2 separate regions of the Zea mays genome follow, and region 1 is linked to region 2. The links are chromatin contacts, called in public Hi-C maps. All regions are on one chromosome and are shown on one strand. Each heading gives the region's core, a stretch centred on a gene start, on an enhancer-like site or on the middle of the called end of the contact. The rest is flanking DNA. Distances are from core to core; before and after follow the strand shown.

Region 1 (5,903 bases), core at 48-2,547, 170 kb after region 2:
TGACTTAGCATTTGGTGGGGATTGTTGGATAAATGTGAGCTTGGCCCAATTAATATTCAATAATAGTCAATGCTAGTGACCCGCTTTAATTTCTAAGGTGTACTAATAAATTAGCACCGTATTAGAAGTTCAAGGAACAAATCAATCAACTTAAATAGATGGACCGTTGGTGCATCTATTGGGAAGTCGAGAAAAGGATGAAGGACTGTCGCACGCGCGCGCGCCGCCATCGTCCGGGCTGGGCCTCATGGCCATGATAGACCGTCGTCCGAATATTCCTTTCAAATGGTTGTACATTTTGCCTGGTGTGATGACCGTCTGTTTCCTATCTTTTGGCTGGTAACGGACGTCAGTTACTGTGATAACGGACATTAGTTATTGTCGTTGGTTTCTAGTTCTAATGTGCGACCGTTTCTATCTGTTGCCCTTCTCCCTCCTTCTGACACATGTTGCTATAAGAATGGAGAGTGAAGACTCTTCCATGTACGCGCGATACCTCTCACACACATTGTAAACATCACATTCCCGTCCCATCTTCTGCGAGCACAGAGAGAGTGGAAGAGCAAACATCCGAAATCGTCGTCCGCAGAGATACACTTGCACGAGTGTGCGGGCGATCAGATTTTTGGAGAGCGTATTCGTGACTGCTCGTGTGATGCGTTCGACTCGGTGTTGCTTTGTCTACATCCTGTTCCTCGTCGCCTTCCTCGGGCTACACATGTTGTTGTTCTTCTTCCGGCGACCGTTCAAGGGACTGCACGGCGTACATCTTCCTGCATTGACTTTGTATGGCTACATCGAACATACACACGGGATGTCTCGTGTGAATAGAGCCATTGACGCCTTGAACATCGGTCCCTCCGCAGATTACATTCTGTTCTTTCTTATTTGTGCATGTTTTATTTTTATTTACTGCTTAGTAGTTATATATATATATATATCACACTCTTTTTCTGAATTAAATATTAAAACAAAAAATGTCTAAATTTCTTACAAAATCGCGGTTACCCGTTTATGGCCGTCCCCTCTGAATTTGCATCGATCTGTCTTGTCGACCACTCAAAATGAGCACGAAGAAGAAGAATTGAAGAAAAGAATTCCGAATCTTCCTGCCGGTACGTACGCAGAATACCAAAAGCAATGGATGGACGGAGAGAGGTCGGGAATCGAATAAGGTTTGGTTTTCAACCAAGGCAAGGGGAAGAAACTTGGGGGCGGTGGTAGTTGGTAGTAGTTGGTAGGCTACATGACATCACATCACCCACAAAAGACAGCAGCAGCAGCGACAGCACCCGAATCCCCTCCCCTGGCGGCCTGTGCTTCTGCGTGCACCCTCCTCAGTCGCCAATTGCCTTCCATCTCCATCTGCGACCTCAACCATCCTTTTCAAGCATCGTTTTCCAATGGCTCAGCGAAGTTTTTTTTTCTTTGGTATGGTATTAATTTGGGAAAAGGCGCTCTCCGTTGTTGCTGGGTCTCACCTTCTAGAAGCTCAAGTGAGGTGACCCCAACATCCCACCACTCCCCAAAATCACTATGACATCCCAAGAGTGGCTGCAGCATATGTATATGTTTTGCAAGCTATCTCTATCAGCGATCTACTAGCAGAGCAGCGATTGATGAGAAAAAAAATGGCAGCTGATATTGCGGGTAACCTAATTTCTTTCTTTTTTTTCAGGAAAAAGGAGCAGCTGCTGCTACTGTCCACCGGGGCCATTTCGTAGTTTAATTAGCCGAGGCAACAAAAAAACAATCAACCAACACGCTATCGATTACTAACTTTGGTGGATATATAACAGTCCAATCCTCACAAACAGTCCAATCCTCACATGCTCAATCTACTTGAGAGCTTAACCACTGCTCCAGAAATTTAGGCCTAATCACCAAATCACACATATATCTTAATGTTTAGAAATAAACAATAATTATTTTTAAATAAATATTTGAATATCTATTTATATGATATATAACAACGGTAGCAAAGCACGTGTAATAGGCTAGTTAATCATTATTCATTCAAGCTGTTCAGGACCATTCGGTGAACTCTGATGTATGTTCTGAAAGAAGCAACCACAGGTTACAGTACTCTGGAAGGCCGAACAAAAAAAATGTGAATATTAAGACATCATAAACACTTTTGCAAGCGCTACCTCCAAATCACATCAAGAATACATCAGGGTGCCCTTACCTTTGCAAAAAAAAAGGAAACGAAAGGAAGTGCGTGAGCTTAATGATTCTGCTGAAAACAGTTGAGTGATAAAAAGTGCACATCTAGTCGATCGTCAGAATACTTATTGCAAAACCAACTGTAATCTATCCACCACACATATTCTTGTCTGCACTGAGACAGGAACCCCGCCAACCCATTGCGGCTGATCTTACCTTTACGCTTGCCTCTCATTTTTAGTGCCTCCCCACCCCTGCGATGAAGACCTGTCGTCACAGAGTGACCTCCATTTGTGTTTAACAGAATAGTGTAAGCCATGATGTATTGGCACTAGCAGAGTGTAACATCTAACGTTACTTTTTCTGCAACTGTTTGACTTTTGAGCTAGCAGTCTCGCAACAAAAGGTAGCTTCTTTCTAGTACCCCAAGCAACAGAACATGTAAAGCACAAGGCAGTAGAGCACATGTGTGGAGCATGTTGTTTTCACTTCTAAAGTCAAAATGCAGTTTTATTCATCGCCGCCGCGCGCTCTAAAGACCTGGCAATAGGCACAGCACACTCCATCATGGAGCACCAGAACCACTGGTGAGATTCCCCCCAATCGACAAGGCAAAATGCGCAGCTTGTTGGTTTGACTGCATGCCAAGTTGCTCCTCAACCTTTTTCCGATCGACGTGCAGCACACATGGCTGGGCGCGGAGCAGATAGGTGCATGCGCAACTACTTTTTTTTCTGATGAAATTTGGAAGTCACATAAGCTTTTTGGATATGAATATGCTTTCCAAAGGAAAAGAGAAGAAAAGTTGTAAAGATGTTTTTGACATTCATACTACATATAAGAAAGAAAGAAAGAAAGAAACAGAAAAATAAAGAGGGTAGGATAGTGTGGATGATGCATGCGGATATGATGCCCAAGCCACCTAACACCACCGTTTCAGCAACTGAAAGATGGTGTAAGTGATTTATCAGTTAATATCAATGATAACGAGTGCAATGACCCCTTCTAGAATGAGGTAGGTCAGGTGCAAAAACATACTACTTTCAAATCTTTGTCATTGCATCAGAACCAGCACCTAACAAGAGAAGTGAGTAAAAAGATACCACAACGACATCCAGTGCACACCCACCAGGCCACTCCAGTTGATAAAAAGGTGTGATGATATGCATGGTAAGGCTCGATGGATTGGAAGCTTCTATAGATCTTTGTCATTTCATCACCCGGGCGGCTAGCTAGCTAGGCCACCTAACATGCACACACATACAAAAAGTATTCTTTCATATTTTCTGGAATGACATCACTACTACTAGAACCTCTCTCTGGTATTAATTCATTGAACCGCTGTCCCTGTCCAACTTCCATTTCCAGGACATACTCAAAAAAACATTTTAGAAAAAAAAACAAAGGTATCTGTCACATTTCTGTTGTTCCAGAATAGTAGAATACCATCTACTTAATTAATATAGTCATTTGTGTCCTCTCGTAATTCATGATAAAGCAAAGAAAGCAAGCATGTATATAGTGGTGAGCTAACCAATAAAAGACTAGCATATTGGCGTTATTAAGAAGAAGAGCTTATTGCCCTCCTTAAGGATTCAGGATATATAGGCCTTTATAACAATAAGATTCAGGATATATAGGCCTTTATAACAATAAGGGGCAGTTTATTTTGAAGGAATTGGAATTTACTTAATAAAGTAGGTTATTTAGTTTGAATTTAATATTTCACCACTTTTTAAAGTTTAGATATAAGTCTATTTTAAATTTATAAAATAAAGGGTGGAAATTGATTTTATGTATCACTAGTCTATGTTTGTACTCGACAACTTATAACACGCTCTTCCGCTCGCTCCCTATAGTACAAATGTAGCATATATTCTATATAAAATAGCTAATTGATCTAATCTAAATTTCAATTATTAGAATGGAATTCAATTCCAAAGATCCAAACGAGGCATGAGTGATTTATGAATTTGGTAATTTGCCTAGTTCGAGACTAAAAAATTGAATTGTTAATATATATATATATATATATATATATATATATATATATATATATATATATATATATATATATTTGTTTATTGGCACAGAAGCTTATGCAGAAAGGTTTGGGTTTAAATGAACTCAATAGTATGGATCAGCTGCAGAGAGATGATGCCATGTGTAGCTAAAGAAAAGTAGACACATTTCCAAGAAGGCGACTGTATCATCTGAAGACATATTCTACGCACAAGCATATTTGATGACAAGTCTTAGACCAAAAGATATGACTTCTATTCCCTATTCATAACACTAGCTAAATAATTACATAGGATAAGGTTGAGCGCATGGAGCACTTGGCTAAATGTTTATGTTTTGAAACGAAATATACTGAATTGCTGAAATGGGCTTGGTAGCACTTGGCTAAATGTTTATGTTCATGGAAAGTGCATTAACATGGACCAAAAAAAAATTGTTGCTTAAGCATATAGAGAGAAGCCATACTAAGAAGGCCAGTATTGGGCCATGGGCCTAAAATCAATAGCATCAGTTGATCATATAATAGCAGCTGAGCAAAAATAGTTCTGGAAAAAAATGACCAGGGTGATACATAGTCTATTGGATTTATGTTTTGAGAACAAAAGGTTTATGTTGAATCAAATATGATGGTTTGAATATAAACTTTCGTCTGGTTCATGACAAGCAGAACTATTGGTAGAACACAAACCAGGTCAAGTAAAATAACATTACATGGATCAAACCTCTACGAATATGAGGGATGAAAATGGTCGAAACAGATACTTATTCGGGTTATCTTTTTTCTATGATTGCGAATAAATAGGATATAGAATCTGCAATTTAAATTCATATTCTTGTTTTTAGTATTGACCTTGTAAAGATTCATAAAAGATAAACCTCAAATTTAGCTTATATCTTCTCATATGAATAAGTGATAGATATAAAATTTGGATACAAATTCGGATATTTTTCACCTGTTGTAGTGACCAAATAATGTATAAACCAATTTATAATTTTTTTCTTATAATAATGTGTTTGATAACATAAGAAAAGACCACCATCAAATTTCATATATATCTATTTTAAAATATTAAAATTTTCATAACAGTTTGGTTATCCCATGGTGTTGTGATTAACAAATCTAAATACTGCTAAAATATAAATCCCATATGAGCCCTACTTGGAATGCAGGAGCTTCATAAGTAACAATTTTGTATTTGTCATATGCTTTGTTTCTCCAAATACGCAACCTTCACTGGATACATTTCAAACCGCATAGAAAATAGAAAGGGTGAGGGTTCTAGTTGCCTTTGTTTAACTCACAAATATTACAAAGCATATTTTTGTTGTATCCTAAAACAAACATGTGTCCTTTCCCCATTTATCCAAATAGAATATAAGATTGTCCAAGCACTCAACACCATATTACACAGTCCCCATACTACTTCGTGACAGAATACGTCATTTACATTATTTGCAAGGATATCAATATCATCTCAACTATGCTAGAAAGTGCAAAAATATAATAGGGAAAACAATGTATTCGGTGGTGCATTGGGCTCTGTGTCCGGCAGTTCACCTATATAGTCATCTAAAACATTGTTTTGTATTTTAGACTGCACTGTTCACAGAGTGTAGTTTAAATATGAGTATGAGAATGAGTAAGCTGCTGTAGATAGCCTAAGGACTACGAAAGCTCAAATACTTGCCAATAGATACAGTAGAATATGTGTTGT
Region 2 (6,299 bases), core at 1,852-4,351:
CTTACGTCGAAGGTCCAAAAATACCTTCCCTGAGTGCATAATTGAAAACATATATGCTCAAATACGTTTTACTAGGCGAGTGGTGCAAATCGGTGACCGCACCATAGGCCAATGAGTGTGCATAGACTAACTCCTCAACTACTTCACTTTTTCACTAATATAACGGGACTAGCGCCGCAATAACCGCACATAGCATATACTGCCCTTGCCAACCTGTTGCCACCAATTTTGCTACATCCAAAGCTCATATGCTTTGTTGTTTTCTATTAGCTTCAAAATTCAAACCTTCGTGGACATGCAAATGGCTAGGATTATGATGACTTCTTGAATAACCACTCTGACATCTTCAGATGCACTACAAAAGTTGGGGAAAGTTTTAGACACGGAGATCATGTACGAGTCAGCCAACGGTGCTCTCGTGCAACGAAGTGAGGTTAAATCAAAATTCAACACGAAGAAAAGGAAGGCAGATGAAATGGCCAAGGTTCATGCCAAAGCCGACAACAATGAATCGGATGTAATTGTTTCTAGGTGTGAAGATGAGATTATAGTGGAGGAAGAGAGCAACCTTCGTCCCTCTAAACCTAGCTAGCTACATCAAGATAAAGAGGTTACTTATAGGACCTATCAAGATAACAATTCTGAAGAAACCTAGATACATAAGTGTTGATGCAGGCTAGCCATCTGATTGCATACTTGAGCAAAGCTTTAGGGCCTATGTTTAAAGGTCTGTCAAAGTATGAAAAGGAATATTTAGCCATCCTAGTGGTTGTTGATCATTAGAGGAATTACTTGCAGTTAAAAGAGTTCCATATTCTTACCGACCATCGTAGTTTAGTTCAATTGGATGAACAACGGATGCATAATCCATGCTAGAAGAAGATGTTTACTCACCTCTTGGGCTTACAATATCATATCAACTACAAGAAAGACATTGAGAACAGTGCTACTAATGCCTTATCTCGACATCTAGATGTATCATTTTCTTGTTCAACACTGTCTTCTTACACACCACAATGAATTTTAGAGGTGGTTAATTCTTATGATCATGATCCAGCGACCACAATGCTTATAACTAAACTTGTTGTGGATCACCTGCAGTGCCTCATTTCACATGGCAAAGATGGGCTTCTACGCTACAAACATCGTATCTAGGTTGGTATGGATACTTTGTTACAAACCAAATTAATTCGCGTTCCATGATTCGGCTATGGAAGGACATTGGCGGTGCCTATAACTTAAAGCTATACTCAAACAGTTGGTTGCTTGGAAAGGCATGAAGTGTGTGGTACATGAATTTATTAGCCAATGTGTGATTTGTAACCAGGCAAAAGTTGACCGTGCATGTTTTCCTGATCTATTGCAGTCCCTTCTGGTCCCTACGGGTTTATGGCAGTTGATCAGCATGGATTTTATTGAGTCCTTGCCACCTTCTCAGTCTTATACTTGTATCCTGGTGGTTGATTCCTTTACAAAATATGCCAATTTCTTGCCTATAAAACATCCTTCATAGCACTGTCAGTGGCTCGCCTCTTTCACGATCAGATTTACAAGTGTCATCAGTTGCCTCAGTCAATTGTGTCTGATCGGGATAATGTTTTAGCCATCAGCTGTGGCAAGAGCTCATTTGTTTTGCTGATGTACAGTTTCAAATGAGCTTATCCTATCACCCGCAGGCTGATGGGCAAACAGAATGGGTGAACCAATCACTACCAGACTCGCTTTTTTGCCGAGTGTCTGGGACACCCGGCAAAGGACTTTTTGCACTCAGCAAAGCCATGCCGAGTGTTACACTCGGTAAACATTTTATCAGCAAAGGATTCTTTGCGGAGTGCTTCTTTTTGGACAAAAAGTAAATTGAAAAGGTATGCAAAAATAGCAAAATATTTTTTTAATAAGGGAAACCACCCCACTAGCCAACGCCAACCAATGCCTACCCATTCACATTTTCTCACTATTTTTTGTAGCAGTTTTTTTTTGCAAATCGTGTCATATACGATTCAAACCTATGACCTCTCTTTTGCGAACAAACTCTTCTACCACTACACCCCCTACCTCAATCATGTTTATATTACGTTTTTTCTTCTACACATATTATAACATACCAAGTGTAAATTGATTGTTTGAGACAATAAATGGATTCAAATGAAAAGTTTGTCAACTACAAAGTTGCATAATTACACAAAAATCGATAATTATATATTATATTTACTCTGTTTCTATGTAATTTTTGGAGCACCAGTTTTGTGTAAAATTACATAAAATTTGGACACTAGTAGAAGACAGAATTAAAAAAGATAAAACTGATGTTGCATAAATCAGTACCACGTCATCAAAACCGTCAACTAAAACTATCTAAGGGGTTGTTTGTCTGTATTCTGAAGTTGAGAGAGGTAAACAACTAATTTTAAAGGTGAGGTGAGAAGTAGACCACCATTTAAATGCCAAGGGATTACATAGACTTATTCCTTTTAATAAAAACATGTGGTCTATAATTTAAACTTAAATCATGCATATACTATATAATCGTTTCGTTCCAAAATATAGTTTTTTACCCTCACTTTTTTCTATCCACATTCATCAAATGATTATATATATATGGAAACTACATGTATATGTTACTTAATGACCACATTTTCAGCTTTCTTCGCAAAGACGAGCTTTTTAGCGTTTTTGGTGGCCAGAAACTGTCGAAAATAATATTTATGTCGTCGAAAATACCTTATTTTTGGTGGCATAAGGTTTATTTTTGGTGGTTTCTGGCTGCCGAAAATGGCTTTCGTTGCTCTAATGGATTGTGCTTAGTAAAACCAATTATATTTTAGTGCCGAGGGAGTATAATTTATTATATATTGGTTATGGCCCCTCTGTGAAAAAAATACCTGATAGAAGTAACGACAGCGCAGCAGTCTGTCCGAGTGCGACTAGCAGCAGCCAGCAGGCAGGCAGGCAGCAGTGGACAGCGGAGGATGCAGCCTGCAGGTGCCTACGTGTGTACTAGTAGTGGCCTTGTTTTGGTCGGCTATCCTACCCTTCCCTTCCTCCAAGCCTACTGCTACGGCCTACTGGAAAATAACAATGCCGCTAGCTGCCTCTGCGTGGACCAGGTCCATGGCTCTCCTGCATGCGGTCCTGCCACCCAAACGACCGGGCCGGCCACGTACGCTAGAAGCCAGTAGACCGAACGGGCAGTCGTCATTCAACACACTACGTACCAAACCGTACGTCATTGCATTTATCGTGTCACTGGTTAGTTGACTGACAATCTAGCCGTTTTATGTCGTGTTCGTGGTAGTCCACGAGAACCGGGCCCGCGCGGCCACGGTGGCGGGACGGCGTGGCGCCATTACTCCGGTCGGTCCGGAGCAAGACCTGCACGCCAGATCGATCCACAATGGGCCTAGCTGGTCACTCCCATCAATGTGCGCTGCCTGCTGCAGCGGTGAGCGGTGTGTGGTGCAGTGCTGCAGCAGCAACAGCAGGTATAGCACGATCGGGCCAGCCGCCCGCTGCCCGCAGCTCCTAGCCGAGAGCGAGGACGGCCGGTCGCAGCCAGACGACAACCACCGCCGCGCTCATGCAATATGCATGCACCAGTGGTGGGTGACGGCCGGCATGGCCTGCCGGTGCCGGCGGATGTCGCCGCAGGCCCAGCCCCAGCCCCAGCCCCCCGGACCCGGCCACTCTCGTCGTCTGCGTCCGTTTCCAGCACGGAGCCACCGGATGATGGAGCGCAGCTCAGGCGGTCAGGGCCTCGATCGGCCGATAACCACCAGCACAGCAGCTAGCACCAGAAAGTTATTATTGAGCCAATCAATGCCAACCTACTTGCCATGTCTGCTGTCTCTCGGTCTTCTTCGTTCCGCCAGCACGCCAAGATCCCAGTCGCCGTTACCTATCTTGTCTCCCGCCCTGACCCACCCCACCGGTCGCTCTGCCTGCCATCACGGATCCTCCTTAAAATTTGACCCAATCTCTTTATCAACCCCTCTGCTACTATGGTGAGAGCGACACACGACTCTGGTAGGGTGTGTAAAATAGAGGATACAAAATTGTAGACTACACTTTTTTATACTATTTATAGTGAGAAATTTAAAATAGTGGATAGAATATAAGAGGGGATCTGTCCGGAGATAGCCTGCAATCGACCAGTGTATGTCTTTTAAATTTACGCCTCGTTTGGATCACTGGAATTGAATTCCATTCTAATAATAGTAATTTAGTCATATACCAATTAAGCTAATTCACTTTTATACAAAATATATTTGTATACTATTATTAGCAAGATGTCTTAGATATTTATTTCCTACATTTTTATTATAAAGGAGTAGAACGAAGAGTGTCATGTAAGTTACATATTAGAAACAAATTCTAATCATGCATAAAATCATTTCCTATCCTCCACTCTATGAATTTGAGATAGCCTTATATCTGGACTTTGGAAAGTGGTGGAATGCCAAATTCCAAACTAAATAAGTTACTTTATTGAGTGAATTCCAATTCCTTTAAAATGAAAGGATCCAAACACCCCGTTAGTGAAATAACTCGACTATTAACGGTTGACTTTGTCAACTTTGGGGGGAATAAGATGGAAACATATCTAGTGCAAATTAATCACTCTGTATAACCGTACAAACTTTTAATCTGAGTCACATAATATTGATCCAAGGGGCACGTGGGGGAGTGGGAAGGATATTTGCAAAAGTGTGGTTAGGAGCGGACAGTTAAGTTCAAAATTATCCATCCCCGCGCGTCCTTTTGGACCAACATCATGTGACACATATTAAAAAATTTTACGATTGTATGGAAGAGTTGGTTTACACCATATATGTTCCCTATATATAACACTCTTATATAGATATTGTAGTGATGCACCAGTAACATCTAACTAGTGTAATAATAAATCCGAGTAGAGCGTTTGCATCCTTGCTAGAGAGAACAATATGGTGGAAAATGAAGAGAGACATATATACACCTGCAGTAGGTGGTTAAATCTGGACAACGATCCAATATCAGACAACAACAGTGCTAATAAGTACTTTTGAATCCACATAAAGCTGATTGCATGCACCGATCCACTAATATAATAACGAATCTAGGTAACACGGACGCCATATGGTTTCCTGTACTCGATCGCCATCTCTTTTTTATCTCAAGGAGCAGGTTTAATAGTTGACGGACTGTGTCCTGTGTGGAGAAGGGTGAGCTGAACTGTTCAGTATTCACGCATCGCATGAAAGTTGCATGCTCTAGTTGATCAGGTTAGGTTTTAGGCAACCGGCTGCATGGATGGATGGGACGGAGTACCAAGAATCAACCTTTAGCAGGATGACTGATGACCGAGTTAACGTCTCTTAGAACTAATTTGAAAACTTAAATCAAGAGCTAATTTAGAAACTCAAATCTCTTTAGGGGTCGGAGGGGATTGAGGTAGAAACAACCCCATGAAGCTTTGAGAAGATTTGAGTTTCAAATTAGCCCTTATTGATTGAAAGGATTGAGGGCATTCCCGTAGTGTGTTGCTACCCTGATGTGTTCCTAGCTGAGCTCCCACGTATTCCTCTAGAGCGTGATGCTACTTTTGAAATAAAGTTAATTCCTGGTACGTAACCTATTCATAAAGCTTTGTATATGATGGCCCCAAAGGAGCAAGTTGAGTTGAAGCGGCAAGTAGATGATCTTCTTGCTTTCATTAGCTAGCAAGTCTCCTTGGGATTTTCTAGTGTTATATGTTGAGAAGAAGGATGGTAGTAAGAGATTGTGCATAGACTATCATGTCATAAATCAGGTGACTATCAAAAATAAATATCCTTTGCCTTGTATTGATGCTCTTTTTGAGCAATTGAGATATGCCAATGTCTTCACTAAGATCGATTTGAATTTTGGCTATCATCAAATAAAAATACAAAAAGGCGATATTGAGAAGACAACTTTTATCACCAGGTACGGGCAATATGAATATATTGTTATGTCTTTTGGACTAACAAATGCTCCTGCCACTTTTATGGAAGCAATGAACAAGATGTTTCATGGGTTCTTAGATGACTTCATTGTTGTTTTCCTTGATGATATCCTAATCTACTCCAAATCCAAGGAAGAGCATGAGCGACATCTTGGTCTTGTTCTGGATGCTCTTAGAATGAATCAATTCTATAGAAAACTAAAGAAGTGTGCTTTCTAGCTATCCAAAGTGGCTTTTTCATGGTCATTTGATTAATCAATATGGTATTTCAAATGATCCTAAGAATGTTGCTTCAAATGTTATTTGGAAGAGACCCCCAGTGTGTCTAAGATTCGTA

The links. Hi-C and Micro-C count contacts between places; a contact is called where the count stands out from the background.
Region 1: a contact with region 2 is called in a Hi-C map of leaf, with 2.2 times the contacts expected there. The contact joins two enhancer-like sites. A contact is called at or near these places in 2 of 25 Hi-C or Micro-C datasets (bundle sheath and leaf).

Annotation. Positions count from the first base shown.
Region 1 is chr4:213,276,299-213,282,201 of Zm-B73-REFERENCE-NAM-5.0, forward strand. No RefSeq gene overlaps it. Among protein-coding and RNA genes, the nearest start is that of LOC100384270, 88 kb to the left of the region's middle. Within about 2 kb of position 1,298, at least 11 of the 20 cell types and tissues checked have an H3K27ac peak or open chromatin away from gene starts, as enhancers often do. A contact at or near this core is called in bundle sheath and leaf, where this site is marked.
Region 2 is chr4:213,105,835-213,112,133 of Zm-B73-REFERENCE-NAM-5.0, forward strand. No RefSeq gene overlaps it. Among protein-coding and RNA genes, the nearest start is that of LOC111591410, 53 kb to the left of the region's middle. Within about 2 kb of position 3,102, at least 18 of the 20 cell types and tissues checked have an H3K27ac peak or open chromatin away from gene starts, as enhancers often do. A contact at or near this core is called in bundle sheath and leaf, where this site is marked.